Regions from separate parts of the Mus musculus genome. Here all the other regions are linked to region 2. A link is a contact called in public HiChIP or PLAC-seq, capture Hi-C and promoter capture Hi-C data. All regions are on one chromosome and are shown on one strand. The core of a region is the stretch at or near the end of the contact, and the rest is flanking DNA. Distances in the headings are between cores, read along the strand shown. Region 1 holds the start of Csf1 (colony stimulating factor 1 (macrophage)). Region 2 holds the start of Gstm4 (glutathione S-transferase, mu 4). Region 3 holds the start of Mybphl (myosin binding protein H-like). Region 4 overlaps Ahcyl1 (S-adenosylhomocysteine hydrolase-like 1).

What was found. Promoter capture Hi-C pulls out the DNA fragments that hold promoters and counts their contacts. HiChIP or PLAC-seq counts read pairs in DNA pulled down with a chosen protein or histone mark. Capture Hi-C pulls out chosen DNA fragments and counts their contacts.
Region 1: a capture Hi-C map of macrophages shows a contact between it and region 2, with 2.6 times the contacts expected there. The contact joins the promoter of Csf1 here to the promoter of Gstm4 in region 2. A contact is called at or near these places in 19 of 39 promoter capture datasets (the 3T3-L1 cell line, 3T3-L1-derived adipocytes, the C10 cell line and 13 more), 6 of 484 Hi-C or Micro-C datasets (the AML12 cell line, the C2C12 cell line, the HPC-7 cell line and 3 more), 2 of 115 datasets of contacts at active chromatin or transcription factors (pancreatic cancer cells and stem cell-derived neural progenitor cells) and 1 of 9 other capture datasets (macrophages).
Region 3: a promoter capture Hi-C map of neural stem cells shows a contact between it and region 2. The contact joins the promoter of Mybphl here to the promoter of Gstm4 in region 2. A contact is called at or near these places in 3 of 39 promoter capture datasets (embryonic stem cells, neural stem cells and pre-B cells) and 1 of 115 datasets of contacts at active chromatin or transcription factors (pancreatic cancer cells).
Region 4: a contact with region 2 is called in an H3K4me3 HiChIP or PLAC-seq map of bone marrow-derived macrophages, with 6 times the contacts expected there. The contact joins the enhancer-like site here to the promoter of Gstm4 in region 2. A contact is called at or near these places in 24 of 39 promoter capture datasets (the 3T3-L1 cell line, 3T3-L1-derived adipocytes, the C10 cell line and 15 more), 2 of 15 datasets of contacts at CTCF or cohesin (the NIH/3T3 cell line and embryonic stem cells), 13 of 484 Hi-C or Micro-C datasets (the BV-2 cell line, the G1E-ER4 cell line, Th1 cells and 8 more), 26 of 115 datasets of contacts at active chromatin or transcription factors (the 230-238 cell line, T-cell acute lymphoblastic leukemia, acute myeloid leukemia and 19 more) and 4 of 9 other capture datasets (adipose tissue, embryonic stem cells, macrophages and 1 more).

Annotation. Positions count from the first base shown.
Region 1 is chr3:107,759,055-107,762,641 of GRCm38.p6, forward strand. It overlaps Csf1 (colony stimulating factor 1 (macrophage)), which reads right to left and starts at 1,415. Exons shown (of 9, transcript NM_007778.4): 1 at 971-1,415. The coding sequence starts at 1,009. All of the region lies in intron 1 of Gm40121 (a long non-coding RNA gene), which reads left to right.
Region 2 is chr3:108,043,594-108,047,045 of GRCm38.p6, forward strand. It overlaps Gstm4 (glutathione S-transferase, mu 4), which reads right to left and starts at 1,263. Exons shown (of 8, transcript NM_026764.3): 1 at 1,044-1,263; 2 at 760-835; 3 at 302-366; 4 at 1-8. The coding sequence starts at 1,079.
Region 3 is chr3:108,363,650-108,367,203 of GRCm38.p6, forward strand. It overlaps Mybphl (myosin binding protein H-like), which reads left to right and starts at 1,262. Exons shown (of 9, transcript NM_026831.1): 1 at 1,262-1,495. The coding sequence starts at 1,348.
Region 4 is chr3:107,679,382-107,682,446 of GRCm38.p6, forward strand. The region is part of intron 1 of Ahcyl1 (S-adenosylhomocysteine hydrolase-like 1); the gene reads right to left. It overlaps Gm52629 (a long non-coding RNA gene), which reads right to left. Exons shown (of 2, transcript XR_003954676.1): 1 at 1,388-3,065; 2 at 1-1,076. Among named protein-coding and RNA genes, the nearest start is that of Gm52629, 3.6 kb to the right of the region's middle. Within about 2 kb of position 1,495, at least 87 of the 459 cell types and tissues checked have an H3K27ac peak or open chromatin away from gene starts, as enhancers often do. A contact at or near this core is called in the G1E-ER4 cell line, adipose tissue, astrocytes and 9 more, where this site is marked.

The DNA.
Region 1 (3,587 bases), core at 165-2,664, 280 kb before region 2:
CCTTCTGCCTCTCACTGAGCCCCTCTCTCTGCTGTTCTACTTTTCTCTCCTCCCAGACACCTGCAACGCGCTGCCCATCACAAGTTCGGTTCCTACCCTCCAGGTTTTCCCTCTCATTCTCTTCTGAAGCAAACCCACTTGCTGTGGATTGAAAGTACCATCCTTCACTCTGTAAGAGCCATGCTATCATCTGCTGCCATTACTGGAGACAGCTTCTGAGCAGCCCATTATCAGCTGCAGCTCTGAACTCTCCTTGCACTTTCTTTCCTCAGTCAGCCGCAGAGTCTAGAATAGCCCCATCTCATTTTCTTCAAGAAAAGATTCGGGTCCAGCTCCCCTCAAAGAGCCACCCAAGTCCCTAATAGTTCCTACACATCCATTGAACAAGTAGCAGCATGCCCATCTCTCTCTCTCTCTCTCTCTCTCTCTCTCTCTCTCTGCCAACAGGTTGCTCAGCACAGGTCCTGGTGTAAAGCTGAGTGAGCCTGAATTTTCCCTACCCTGAAGGCCCACTCCCAACTGGGGCCTAAAACATGTGCAACAACCAAAGAAAGATATCTACTGGGGATGATGCCACACTCGGATCTTGTGTCACTCGGAACCTGGAGACCTGGTTGACCATTCTGGCAGACATTGGGCCTGTGCCAATCCCTGCGATACCCCCCCCCCCCAGACCCCCATCTCTCTCTCCAGCCTGTGGGTAGCTCAGTGTTCTCCTCCGTGCAATGGGATGAGCAGCCTTCTCTTTACCTCGCAAAGCGCTGCAGCCCCAGGAGCAGCTATTGAAATACCGCGGGCCTCAGCCGTAGCTTAGAAGCAGTAAGGAAGCCAGAACCCAGGGCCGAGAAGCCTGGGCAGCTGGCGAGAAGGGGCTGTCCGCTCCAAGTGGCCCCGCAGAGCCGCCTGCTGCTTGCTGCAGAGCTCCTGCCCCAGCCCGGCCCGGGCCCCGCGCGCCACGGTTGCAGCTTACCGAAGAAGGGCAGCGCCCCGCGGCGCCCCGCGCGGTCATACGGGCAGCTGGGTCCCGGCACGGCGTGTTGGCCGCCCTGGTTCGCTCGCTCCCTTGCTCGCTAGTGGCTGAAGAGCCCGCGCCCCGGTCGAGGGCCACGCCGCTGTCCTGGGATGCAGAGAGCCGCAGCGACACCGAGAGCACCGAGGCAAACTTTCACTTTCCCCTGGCCGAGCTTCGCTGGCCAGCCCTCGGCACAGCCTTTTAAGCGGGCGGGCTGGCGGGGCATGTGGTTTATGGGAAATCACCCTGGCTCTCCGCCAGACACACACAGACATACACACACACAAACACACTCACAGGCACTGACACATACTACACCCCAGAGGCCCACTGAGCCGCCGACTCCCTTCCCCCAAGCGGGCCGCCTGGTCGTCCCCGCTAGCTCTCTTCCCCGTCGCTCTGTGGCTGTGCAGCCTCCTCAAAGTAACCCGGGCTCCACCGCCCTCCCCCGCCCTTCTCGAGCTCTGGACAAGACACTGCCTTTCCTTCTGTGCTCGCCACTCTTGTCAATCTCGTGTGATTGTTCTCGGTCTAATGCTGGCCCCTAGGGACTTTCCCTCAAGGCCCGAAAATCCTCAAATCTGAGCAGGAAACGGACAGAGTACATTGAACAGGACTTGAATGGGGATGGACCAACGCCTCTCTGCTGCAGCTCCATTCAAGTCCCTCATGGAACCCAGGGCAGCAGGTTTGCAGATTGGCTTGCTCCCTCCTATGCATTGTTCAAAGAATCTACTATACTACTATACTATCCTCTCCCCTGGCTGTAGGGAGAAGTGGGGAGCATCCAGCTACCTGGGTAGGAGAGGAAGGACTTGGTCCTGTGACAACTAGCTGGGTGTTTCTGCACTCTGCCAGGAGACACTTCAGGTGCTTAACCTGAAAGCACTGGCTGGCCCCCTGCTCCTGGGCTGCCAAACCCAGCTTATGTGGAAAGGTTGGTGTGCCTGGACTCTAGATTTCCCTCAACTCTGTTGGAAATGCATTTGTGCAATCACATTTTGTCTTTACATGAGAATGGATCTAGATTAACCTATCAAGAGGAGCCTATTAATTATATTGCCAACGTCAGGATCTTTTTCTTCCTTCCATTTATCCTGATTCAATGTGTTTCAATCCCGTCATGCCCAGATGAGTGGTCTGGTCTCAAAGGGGCACTTTTGTCACGTGTCCTCCATTTCCTTGCACTACCTAGCTCAGAGCAACAACGTCCCTCATAAACCTTTGCTCAGGCTGCTTCCTCGGACATGAAGTCTTCCTTTCCCCCATCCATCTTAAGGTGAATGTCTCACCTTTTAAGGTTATAATCACATCTTATCCTTGTCTTGCAAAGCCTTCTGGGATGCTTCAGGCTGATGGATAATTCCTTCTTTCTGTGTTCCCACTGGACGCAACCCATTCCTCCCAGTTAAGTTGGCATTCATTCATTCATTCATTCATTCTCTACATTATTTTAAACTGGTGGTTCTCAACTTGTGGGTGGCAACCTCTTTGGGGGGTCACAAGTCAGATATCCTGCATATCATATGCTTTACATTATGATTCATAACAGTAGCAAAATTACACTTGTGAAGTAGCAATGGAATAATTTTGTGGTTGGGGCGCCACCACAACATGAGGAACTGTATTGAAAGGTCTCAGCATTGAGAAGGTTTAGAACCACTGAATACTAGTGATAGTAGTGATTACGTTTAGAATCACTGAATACTAGTGATAGTAGTGATTACGTTTAGAACCACTGAATACTAGTGATAGTAGTTATTACGTTTAGAATCACTGAATACTAGTGATAGTAGTGATTACGTTTAGAATCACTGAATACTAGTGATAGTAGTGATTACGTTTAGAACCACTGAATACTAGTGATAGTAGTGATTACGTTTAGAACCACTGAATACTAGTGAGAGTAGTGATTACGTTTAGAACCACTGAATACTAGTGATAGTAGTGATTACGTTTAGAATCACTGAATACTAGTGATAGTAGTAATTACGTTTAGAACCACTGAATACTAGTGAGAGTAGTGATTACGTTTGACCTGCACCCTGAGCTGGGAGGCTTCCTCTGGGTAGCACCCCATTTCACTTCACTCCGAACTGATAGACATAGCACATAATAGGAATTAAATTAACTGGGCAGTTGGAATGGATGAGTCACTTGACAGACATTCACTGCTAACTACAGGCCAGTGTAACAGTGACCGTGATAATATGGCCCCCTACTCAGATGTGAGCCACTGGAAGCTGAGGGCTTGGGACTCAGGGCTTCTCGGAGGAATGCAGAGATAGCACTTGGCCAGAGACATGATCAAGGCTTATTTCCTTCTTTGGTGGAATAGTCTTTATTCTGGTCTGGAACAATAAAGATTTAACCACAGCTCTTAAGACAAAAAGCAAGAGGAAGCCATGTAAGTAAGATATGCCTGCAGAGTAGCTGAGAAAAAGATCACATTTTACTGGTTCCATCCTCCTTTACAAACCGGTTTCTGCCCAGGCTTATGGAACTTGGAGTTAGAGCATCTTCTACATCAGCACAAGGACCACTCAGCCATCCATCACATAAGTGCAAAGCATGG
Region 2 (3,452 bases), core at 13-2,512:
TAAGGCAACTGCTTGGACAATAAAGGATGGTCAGACAGGATGTGAGGTCCCAGCCTTCCTTCTCTGGATTAGGACTGACATGTGGCCTGCCGTTCATCATGGCTAGCATGGGAAGCCCTCTACGAACACACTGCACACTGAATGGAAAAGCTAGGACACAGCCCATCTCAGAAACGCCACCAGGAACGGAAGCAAGTGAACAGAAGGAAGCATTGACTCCAAGCCCCTCTTCCAGGTGAGGAGGTGAGATGACTTCCCCAAACCTCCCCGTCCCCAAACCTCCCCGTCCCCCTCTACCTACATTGGGAAAGTCCAGGCCCAATTTGAACTTCTCACTCAGCCACTGGCTTCGGTCATAGTCAGGAGCTGTGATTGATGAGATTGCATAAAGAGAAATCAGCCCAGTGTCCAACACACCTATTTCAGGGACCCAACCCCCTAAGACAAGGATCTGTAACCTCACACAGTGAGCCTTTATCCCTGAAAGTTTCAGGAATAAAGAGTGCTTGGAACTGAGGGGCCTACAAAGTTTAGGCAAATCTTGATGAGGAATGTGATCTAATTTCAACAGGAGGGGTATCCACCCCTTCACTTCCAGGAGGAAGGAAGGTCAAGCCCAGCTCTCTGGGGCTTACTGAAAGAGGCAGATTCTAAGTCCATCTGGGGGAGCCCCGTAGTGCGGGAGGCGTGAAATGTAATGTAGGCACCAATTGCTAGGCGCCAATGGACAGGAGACGTCTGACCGACAAATAGCATTACCGTCTCCCATGGTGTATCTCTTCTCTTCATAGCTTGAGCCTGTGTATTCTAGGAGCAGCCGAATAGCGTGAGCTAGCTGAAAAGATAGGAATGGGGGCGGGGGACTTCTGTGTGACTTCACCTCCTCCAAGTGCATATACACGGGCGCACAAACCAGCAAGGACATGTGTGCAAGACCCTGAGCCAGACAAGCAAGGGATTCCTCTCGCCCCACCCCATCCTCACCCCCCAGCTCGCCTTCTCCTAACCCTGCAATCCTTCCCACTCATCAGGTGGTTGCTCACCCCACGGATGTCCCAGTAACCCAGTGTCATAGGCATGATGCTGGTGCCTGAGACTGAGTCCACCGGCCTCCGGTGTGAGCAACTTTGACTTTATCCTAGTGCCCTCGGGTCCCTGGGCGGGGCTGGTGCCCGGCGTGATCCTGCCCCTCCAGACTCTGCCCCGCAACACACACCCTGCTCTACAGCTTTTCCCCTGACAGTCACCTACAGAAGCCAAATTACTGAGCTCCGCCCCCAACAGACCGGAAAGCGTAATAAGCGATCCCGCCTGCAGTTCCGCCCAATCGTCCAGCCCGGTGCGCAGATGCAGAGCTCTAGTAACTCCCTGCCTTTGCCGTACCGCTCTGCCTTCTTACCCTGTTGCCTTCGGTCTGTGGGAGGGTCAGGCCACTAGGAGAGGCCCCAACCCGGAAGTGCTGATTAAGCACTTCAACCCTGCTGTCAAACAAGACAGACTTCTGCGGGGCTCTGCTGATGACAGTGGTCCCCAGGTGATGTTTTTCCGTCTGGCAGAGAACATGTTGTCTTTCTGTTCAGAAGTTCCTCATCTGAATTCAAAGAGATTATTTCTATCACAGATAAACCCCTGACTCAAAAAAAGGGTGGAAAATGGAAAATTTGAAGTTTCATACATGGTCAGGATGTCTGTATTACCCAAGGACAGAGGCAGCTTTCTCTATTGAGTGACCGTCTTAGTGTGTACTTACACAGACCTAAGACTTCTGAAATGTCCGAGGGTACACAGGGTCAGCATGTGACAACTCAGGATTAGTTTATAGCAAATGCAATCAAGAGAGAGATGTCTGAGTTCTCAATAGCTGCTGTTCATAGCAAGGCACACTGTTTCTTCACACAACATTGGTTGTCGTATGTGTCCAAAGACTGTAGTCTGCGGAGGGGGGCTTAGGGAAGTGGGCTCTCATTTTGTACAACAGACATCACACACTCACTGCATTTTGTTATTACATTAAGACTTCTACAAGATCACCAAATAAGAATTTTAAGCTCCATTATAAGTCTTCCTGAGTATATAGGGTCCATCTTTAACTAAAATGTGCTAAAGTGGCAGGTGACCATACTTACAATTCTTACTAATGTTAAGAATGTACTGTGGCAATGCATTGTGACAAAAATAATTCTCACATTCTAAGAGACTGGGACTTTCACTGGACCTCACAGCAAGAGTTAATAATACATCTTGAAGTCCCTTAAGCTTGCTATTCTACTATGTACTCTGTCTGTCTGTTTAGCCTTCCTTTAAGAGAATGATGTAAGAAGAAATACTTGTCTTGGATTTTCCATGTAATAAACTTCTATGACCTAAGATAACACGCAGCTGTAATCTGTTTTTTGGGTTTTTTGGTTGATGATGGTGGTGTTTTGAAGGTTTGGGGGGGTGGGGGGGGCAAGTTTTTGTTTGGTTTTTATTGTTGTTTCTCAGAGACAAGGATGTGTCACTCTCTGCATATCCCCAGATGTCCTAGAACTCACTGTATAGACCAGGCTGGCCTTGAATTCACGGAGATCCACCTGTCTCTGCCTCTGTGTGCTGAAATTAAAGGCGTGTGTCATCACACATGGACCTGTAATCCTTAATTGTGTACTTGTCTTAGTGACTTTTCTACTGCTGTGGCAAAGCATGTGTTTTGCATGTTGGTTTATTGTGTTGCTTAACTTGCCATTTCCCTTGCTTGTCTTCTGACTTCCCTACTCATTATCAAGCATAGAACTATTTCTACATATCTCTCAATGTGTTTGTCTCTTTGATTTTTGGTGTTTGAGATTAGGGGTCTCACTATGTAGCCCAGGCTGCCCTGTAACTCACAGAGTTCCTTCTGCCAATTTTTGCTGTATGTATTTTTGTCCCAGTCCCACTATGGAAGTGATCATTTATAAAAAGGAATCCCGTAACCCTCCTGGGAGTTCTCCCAAATTATCTGTGCTTGCCTCGTTTTGAAAGGGTTATCTAGTTATCCTTGAATAAGCGTGATTTCTTGGCAGATAGTTTTAAATATCTGGAACACTCTAAGGACTAGTTGGAATCAGAGTAAGTTAGTGTACAGGAGAAGGTGTCAGCCTCATGTCACTAGAGACATGGTGGAACTCATATGGCTCCAGACGTGTGAGCATCCTTTGTGTCTCAAGATGAACAAAGTTCTGGGCGTTGGGTTCTTGTTTTTTGTTTCATCTTGTTGCTTAAAACAACAACAACTTATTTTTGACTATTTAATACCTCCGTACAAGATAGACTTATTGAATAGAATTTAAACAGTTCCTGCTAGACAGGTTTAGATAGCCCTGAAGAAAGCAAGAAGCTGTGGCAGCCTGAGTAACCCCAAAATAAATTATAGTTGATTGGCCTTGCTGATAGGCTTGTAGTGACCTCAGGAGGACCCAAAAGTTTTGCAA
Region 3 (3,554 bases), core at 12-2,511, 320 kb after region 2:
AGTCAGCTGGGGACACTCGGGTTTAGCCAGTGCTGACTGTGGGCTGGCCCTTGGATCCTAGGCACAGTCCTGGCATCAGCACCCCCAGTTACACAGACCTGAGGTTCAGAGCCATCAGCTGGTGGCTGAATGGTACAGCCAAATGTCACACATCCCTGTCTCTGGGGAGCTTCCTCCCCTGTGAGGCTGCCTCGCACTTCATTTGTGCTTTATCTCATAGGAAGAGAGCCATTGACAGCTTTCAAAGGGGGAAATGCCAGCCTGACCTAAAAATAGCTTCCATTTATCCAGCACTTAGTCAGCTACATTCTGCTAAGCACTTTCCAGAGATTACCTCTTTTAATCCTCACAACAACCCTATGGTTATTATCTCCATCTCACAAATGAAACCCAATTTATGAGATGCTGGGGGTGTTAGGTGTAGCTCAGTGGCATTGTAGTAGAGGACTTGTCTAGCAAGCACAAGGCCCCGGGTTCAAGCCCCAATGCGTGTGCATGGGAGTGTACACACACACAACACACACACCATACAAATACACACACACCCATACACACTCACACACATGGGGGCGGGGTCCTCCTAGTACACACATACACACATACACAGACATACACACATACCATATACACACACGGGGGGGGGTGTCCTAGTACACATAGACACGCATACACAGACGCACACACAGGGTGGAGGGGAGAAAAACTCCAGTACACACACACACAGAGGGGCCGAGAGATCATGGGGTATCACTAGTCACATAGCAAGCTGATGACAGAGCTCATGTGTCACTAACTAGTCTGGCAACAGGGGACTGACTGTCCCCACTTCTCCCCAACCCTCCCCTGCCCTTGGGGCTGGGACAGCAAACAGAGGTCCCCATGAAGGCCAAGGTATAGAGACCAGCTCTTCAATGACCTACTGTTCAACAAGTGTGGCAAGAGCTAACGGTGTGCCTGAGAATTCACTGCTCTTCGGACCTTACGCCCTGTTGAATGAGCTGGAGGTCAGAAGCAGAGATGCCAGCAGCTCAGGCCTCCCTCAAAGCCAGAAGTCCCTCTCATATACTCTGCTCACACTCTCCCCTCCCTCCTAATGCTGTAGGGTGTCATCTCACTCACAAGATAACAGGGCCACCTCAGCCCTCCTCCCGCGGCTATTCTGGGCAGCTCTCTGATCCTCCTCTTCTCCTGGCCCCTACTTCTCCCTTCAGTGGGAGTAGTGGGTGGGGAAAAGCCAGCCCACTTACATAAGCCTGTGGCTGTGACCCCAGGGAGACCAGCCTGGACAGCAGGTGCACAGCCCCTCCCTCACCAGCAACAAAGAAAATTTTCAGCTAGACCCCAGGCATGGAGACAGCCACCACACTGGAGATAGCCTCATGCTCCCAGCGGCAGGTAGAAGCAGCTGCTGACCCAGCGGATGCTAAAGGACCCCGGACTTCACATCAACAGGAGGCAGGCAGCCCTTCTCTGCAGCTCCTGCCCTCTATTGAAGGTGATCTGTGGCAGTCTGTAAGGGTGGGGATGCTGAGTGGTGTGGGAGAGGGGAACTTCCTACTGCTCTGAATATACCCTTAGGGGTCGCCCCCACCCCTGTGCATAAGCTTTAATAACTTTAGGGAACTTCTAGTTAGGATAATGCAGAAATATTCTGGGAGCCCTTACTTCCCTCTCAAATTGCGCCTTGCTACTCAAATGTCTCTGTTGTAATTTTATTCTTTAGCTGAGAAGTCAGTGTTTGTGGCACTTTATAGTGACCAGCAGTGATCTGTTTATATTTTCACCATCAAAAACAGTCACAGGTCCTGGAGGATCCAGTAGAATAAATAACCCATTGGGAAGGGAACGGAGGAGAGTGGCCATTTGTAGAGGTAAAGAGTGATTAAAACTGTTGGCTATGAGGAGGTTGAACATCTTGGACAGCATGATACCCGGCCTCTGCCTGGGTCATGCCGCAGCATCAGGGCCTACCCTAACACCCCACCCTGGCTCACTGGCCAAGGCCTCTCAAAGTCAGAGCTCTGAGGAAGAAGAGCCTTTCAGGGAAAAGCGCTCCATTTCCAGTTTCCAGGTGAGAGTATGTGGTGCCTACCCCAGCCCCATCATCCTGCCACCTGCCCCAGTACCACCTGTCACCACCACAGCTTACCTGGGCAATTGTGTGTGTCTCCACTATACGTGGGTTTGCAAACCCAGGGGAGAGATGGGAGATAGCTCTTCCCTTCTTTGTGATGGTCTTTAGCAGCCCTGTGGCTGTGCTAAACATTTAGCCCAACAAAGTCCTAGCGTTATAACCCCTTAATTTTGCAGAAGATTTGAAAACCACACACAGGAGAAGTCCATGAACTCCTGGAAAGGAAAGAGGTAGGAGAAAAATAGACGGTGTAGGCTGGCAGGCAACACCCCAGGCTCCTTTCTGGGAGTGACGCTAACAGCACAGTGACCTTGAACAAATCAATTCAACTGCTCCACTTTAGTTTCTTCTCTGTAAAATGACTTTAAACATCTCCCAGGAAGGTCAGTTAGAAGGATGGCTGATCAGCACTGTAAGAGGCTAAAGCAACATGGGAATATTTCCAAGAAGGAGATGACAAGACAACCAAGTTCTTTCTCCAACTAGGACCCAAAAGCACAACTGTCCACTCCTTACCCTAAAGAAGATCCTTTGGTTTTTTTTTTTTTTTTTTTTTTTCTTTTTTTTTTTTTTCGAGACAGGGTTTCTCTTTATAGCCCTGGCTGTCCTGGAACTCACTCTGTAGACCAGGCTGGCCTCGAACTCAGAAATTCGCCTGCCTCTGCCTCCCGAGTGCTGGGATTAAAGGCGTGCGCCACCACGCCCGGCCCTAAAGAAGATCCTAATGGAGCTGCCTGAATGTCGAGAGCTGGTGGGTTTATGCCATTGAGATAGGAGAGCTGTTGTGATGTTGTGAGCATCCTAAGATGAGACCGCAGAGACAGAAACCCAGTTTCTTCTCCTGAAAGGCCAAGAGGGTGTGAAAAGCCAGTGCCACTAACTCCCAGCTCTGAAGTGAGTGGCATCCACTTCAACCATGCTATCAGAGAAGGGTCAGGACATCTCTGAGCCTTCATTCTCCTCTGCTTAAAGCATGGGGCGCTTTGGCAATTTCAGGCTCCAGGTCCCAGCCAGAAGCCCCAGCCTCCCACATACAACTCCATGTACTGTGGGCCTCAGGGCTACAGCTAAGTGGCAGTAATAATATCCTTTGACACATTGCAAAATCGGTGTGCATCTATTAGCTTCTTGAAAGACTGATGGTGCGAGTTCAAATCTCAGCTCTATCCTGCTAGCCACCAGAGAAGAATCAGGACATTTCTCTGAGCCCTCATCTCCTCTGTAAATTTGGAGAGCTGAACGTGAGCAATGTCTTATCCCTTTGATAGCTGTGGACTCCCAGGGAACCCCTATTTAAAATAAAAAAGCTATGGACTGACTCTCAACTCTGGAAAGGCAACCCCCCCCCAAAAAAAAAAGGTTTCTGAGATTCACAGTGCCTCTGGAGCTCACCCCAAAATTTTGAAGGATGTTTGGTATG
Region 4 (3,065 bases), core at 245-2,744, 360 kb before region 2:
CTGAGCCTTCCTACTGTTTAGACCCTATAATATAGTTCCTCATTTGTGGTGACCCCCAAGCATAAAATTATAAAATTATACCGTTATGTAAGTAATTTTGGAGACAGAAGTTTGGCAAATGGGTCTCAATGCACAGGTTGAGAATCACTGAACTCTCACATGAATTCTGATGACCTCTTTCTACAAAATTTGAAATAAAACCCACATTCCTGAAAAAGAGTATAAATTGAGAACCTGGATTCAGACTCAGAGCTCTGAAAAGGTTCCTATGGAGAAACTATTAAATTATGTTGTTAGCAAATAGTATCAATGAAACTGTATACTATCATAGGTGAAAAGTTTTTCTGCATAATACAAATGACCCAGTCATCAACACTTTCAAGCTAGAAAAGAGGAAACCAGAAACTGGGGTAATAGTTCAGTGGTTAAAAGCACTGGATGCTTTCCCAGAGGACCTGAGTTCTATCCCCAGCCCCAATATGGCAGCTCACAACTGTCTATAACTTGAGCCTAAGATGACCCGACTCCCTTCTCTTAAGGTATTGAACTCATGCTGTGCACAAACATGCAGACAGGCAAATCATCCATATACACAAAATGACACATTTTAAAAAGTAGACTCTACATTAGCTACAGCTGTACAATCCTCCTCTCCCAACACATACAGTCTCTGCTGGGGTGACACTGCAGCCTAAGAACCAAGCTTTGGTTTGTAGCTCTGGAATCAATCGGCAGTTAGAATGAACAAATGAAAAACAGAACTGGTAGGACTCTACAGTCATAAAGTAGCAAACAAGGGGACACTGGCTTGTCCTGAACTTCCTATTCAGCATGGTTCCCACTAAGCACAAACGCAGAGGACAGAATCAAATAGATCAGAGACAGAAACCTGCGTGTTTACAACTCATCTCGGTTCACCATCTAACTGTGGAAGTTCTTCTTCAGGCAACTCTGACACAGAAAGGGAGAGCCTGTTTTATTAAGTCTGAAAACAGACACTGAAGACATAAAGAAGAACTACATACCCCCAGAGCAGGTCAGGGCCTCACACATGCAGGAAGGTATTTAATAAACATCTGCAGAATAAGTAAACCTTTAAAACTCTTTTCTCGTACAATATTAAGTCAAGCTTCAAAGACAATTACAACCCAAGCTGAGCCACATATATCATTTCAGAATATGATTAACAAATATCATCATAAAGCCCAAGATATTTTACTTTAAATGTTAAAAATTTAATTTTAAGTACTTCAAATGCATAGCTGCATTCAAAAAGAAAAACAAACAAAAACTAAATCCTTCTAAATAGGATTTCCAATTACACTTTCACTTCTTCAATAGGCAAGATGTAAATCAAGGAGAGATGACCAAAGCAACGAATTCCAACCTAATATGCAGTTACTTTGGCAGTGAAAAAAATATAGTCAAGAGTTCCTTAGTGGCTGTAACAGCTCCAGAGGCAGCACTTCCTCCACAGGGTTCCCTGCTGCTGGCATGGGCAGCCTGTTCGGAAGTGCTCCCTTCTCCTGGCTGTTAGATTCCCTCTCCTCCTCCTCCCCTTCTTCTTCTACTTTTTTTTTCAAAAGGTTCTGGGCATGATTCCAGATACCACCTACGTTGCAGTGAGGTGGGGGAAGGCACTTCAGTAACACTTGCAGATTTTTAGATAAAAAACATAGAGAAGCAGTTGTAGCAAGTTAGAAATATTTCTTCAGCAACCGGAGATTAATAGACATAATCTCTCCTTGTATTAATAAAGCTTATCAGCGGTCTAAAGCTTAGCAAAATCTTTCCCATCTAAAAATAGTAGACTATGGCAAGTAGCTTACTACTATGTGCAGTGCTCCTAACACCCCATCTCTCAAATAATAGATCTTGTCCACATTTGAAGTAGGCAGTGTTAACTCAAGTACTGGCATAGTGGATAGCTGTCTGTAAGGTGGTCCAGCAGCACACAGATGCATGATATCCTTGTCTTCTCTGCTACCCTGAACTACAAGCTGCAGAGTCTCGTCTCACAGCAGCTGCTTCTGAATGCCATGGCTCTGCCCGTTTCCCCCAGGGGTCTAACTCTACAGGTTCTTTCCAGCTAGCAGCTGTTCCTCCCTTGGTGGAAAGAATCTTCGCATGCTGTTCACCTTTATGCTGTAAATAAGGATACTGCTGCCAAAACCAACTTCTGGTTTCTAGTGAAACCAGATCTAATAGCAGCTTTCTGTTTGGGTTAAACTCAGTAGTTAAGTGGAAAAATATGGTCATTTGGATAAAAGAAAACCCAAAGACAATTGCAAAAGCATGGTTTGTATTACTTCTTATTGTTATGATTTCCTCCAACTGTTAGGTTTTCACTGGGGTGCTTTAGCATAAGGTAGTAAGTACAAGGAAGAAAGAAGGAAACATAGACAAAGTACCCCAAGTACAACTCGGCTCCACTCTCAGATTAACAGCATATCTGAGGAAGGATAGGGTACATCGACCATTTTCCATCGAGCACATCCAAACAATGTCTACTTGCTGCATTTGAAGGCCAGTATAGTACATATCAGTATAGTGTGCTATTTTAAAGCACAACTTATGATGGTTGGACTGAGTTCTCTGTAACACTGAGGCCCATTAGGAAAAGCTTGACCTAATAATTTGGGTTCATTATGGTTGGTATAGTGACAGAGTGATCTACAAGATGGTACAGTACTTACCAAGACAAAGGGAACACAGGCAACCCAAAAACGTTATAAACTTCAAAAGAAAAATAACTGTAATTATTTGTTTAATTGATCTTAATACTTTTTACTACCCAAAGTTGAGTTTACTTCTGAAAATATATGATCTACACACACTATAGCTCAGCTGCCCTCCCCTCTTCCCATACCTAATTCAAATTTACCTTCTCTCTATCCAATTAGAGGAAATTAAAATGAAAACCTACTAGAACACTACTATGATCCTATGGATAAGTGACAATGATCAGGACAATATACAACGTGCATTATATTCTTTTAGTCAACATATTCACTTAGCACTAAGTACTTCATCCTATGAAAGATCGATGCAAGAACTAAAGCTCT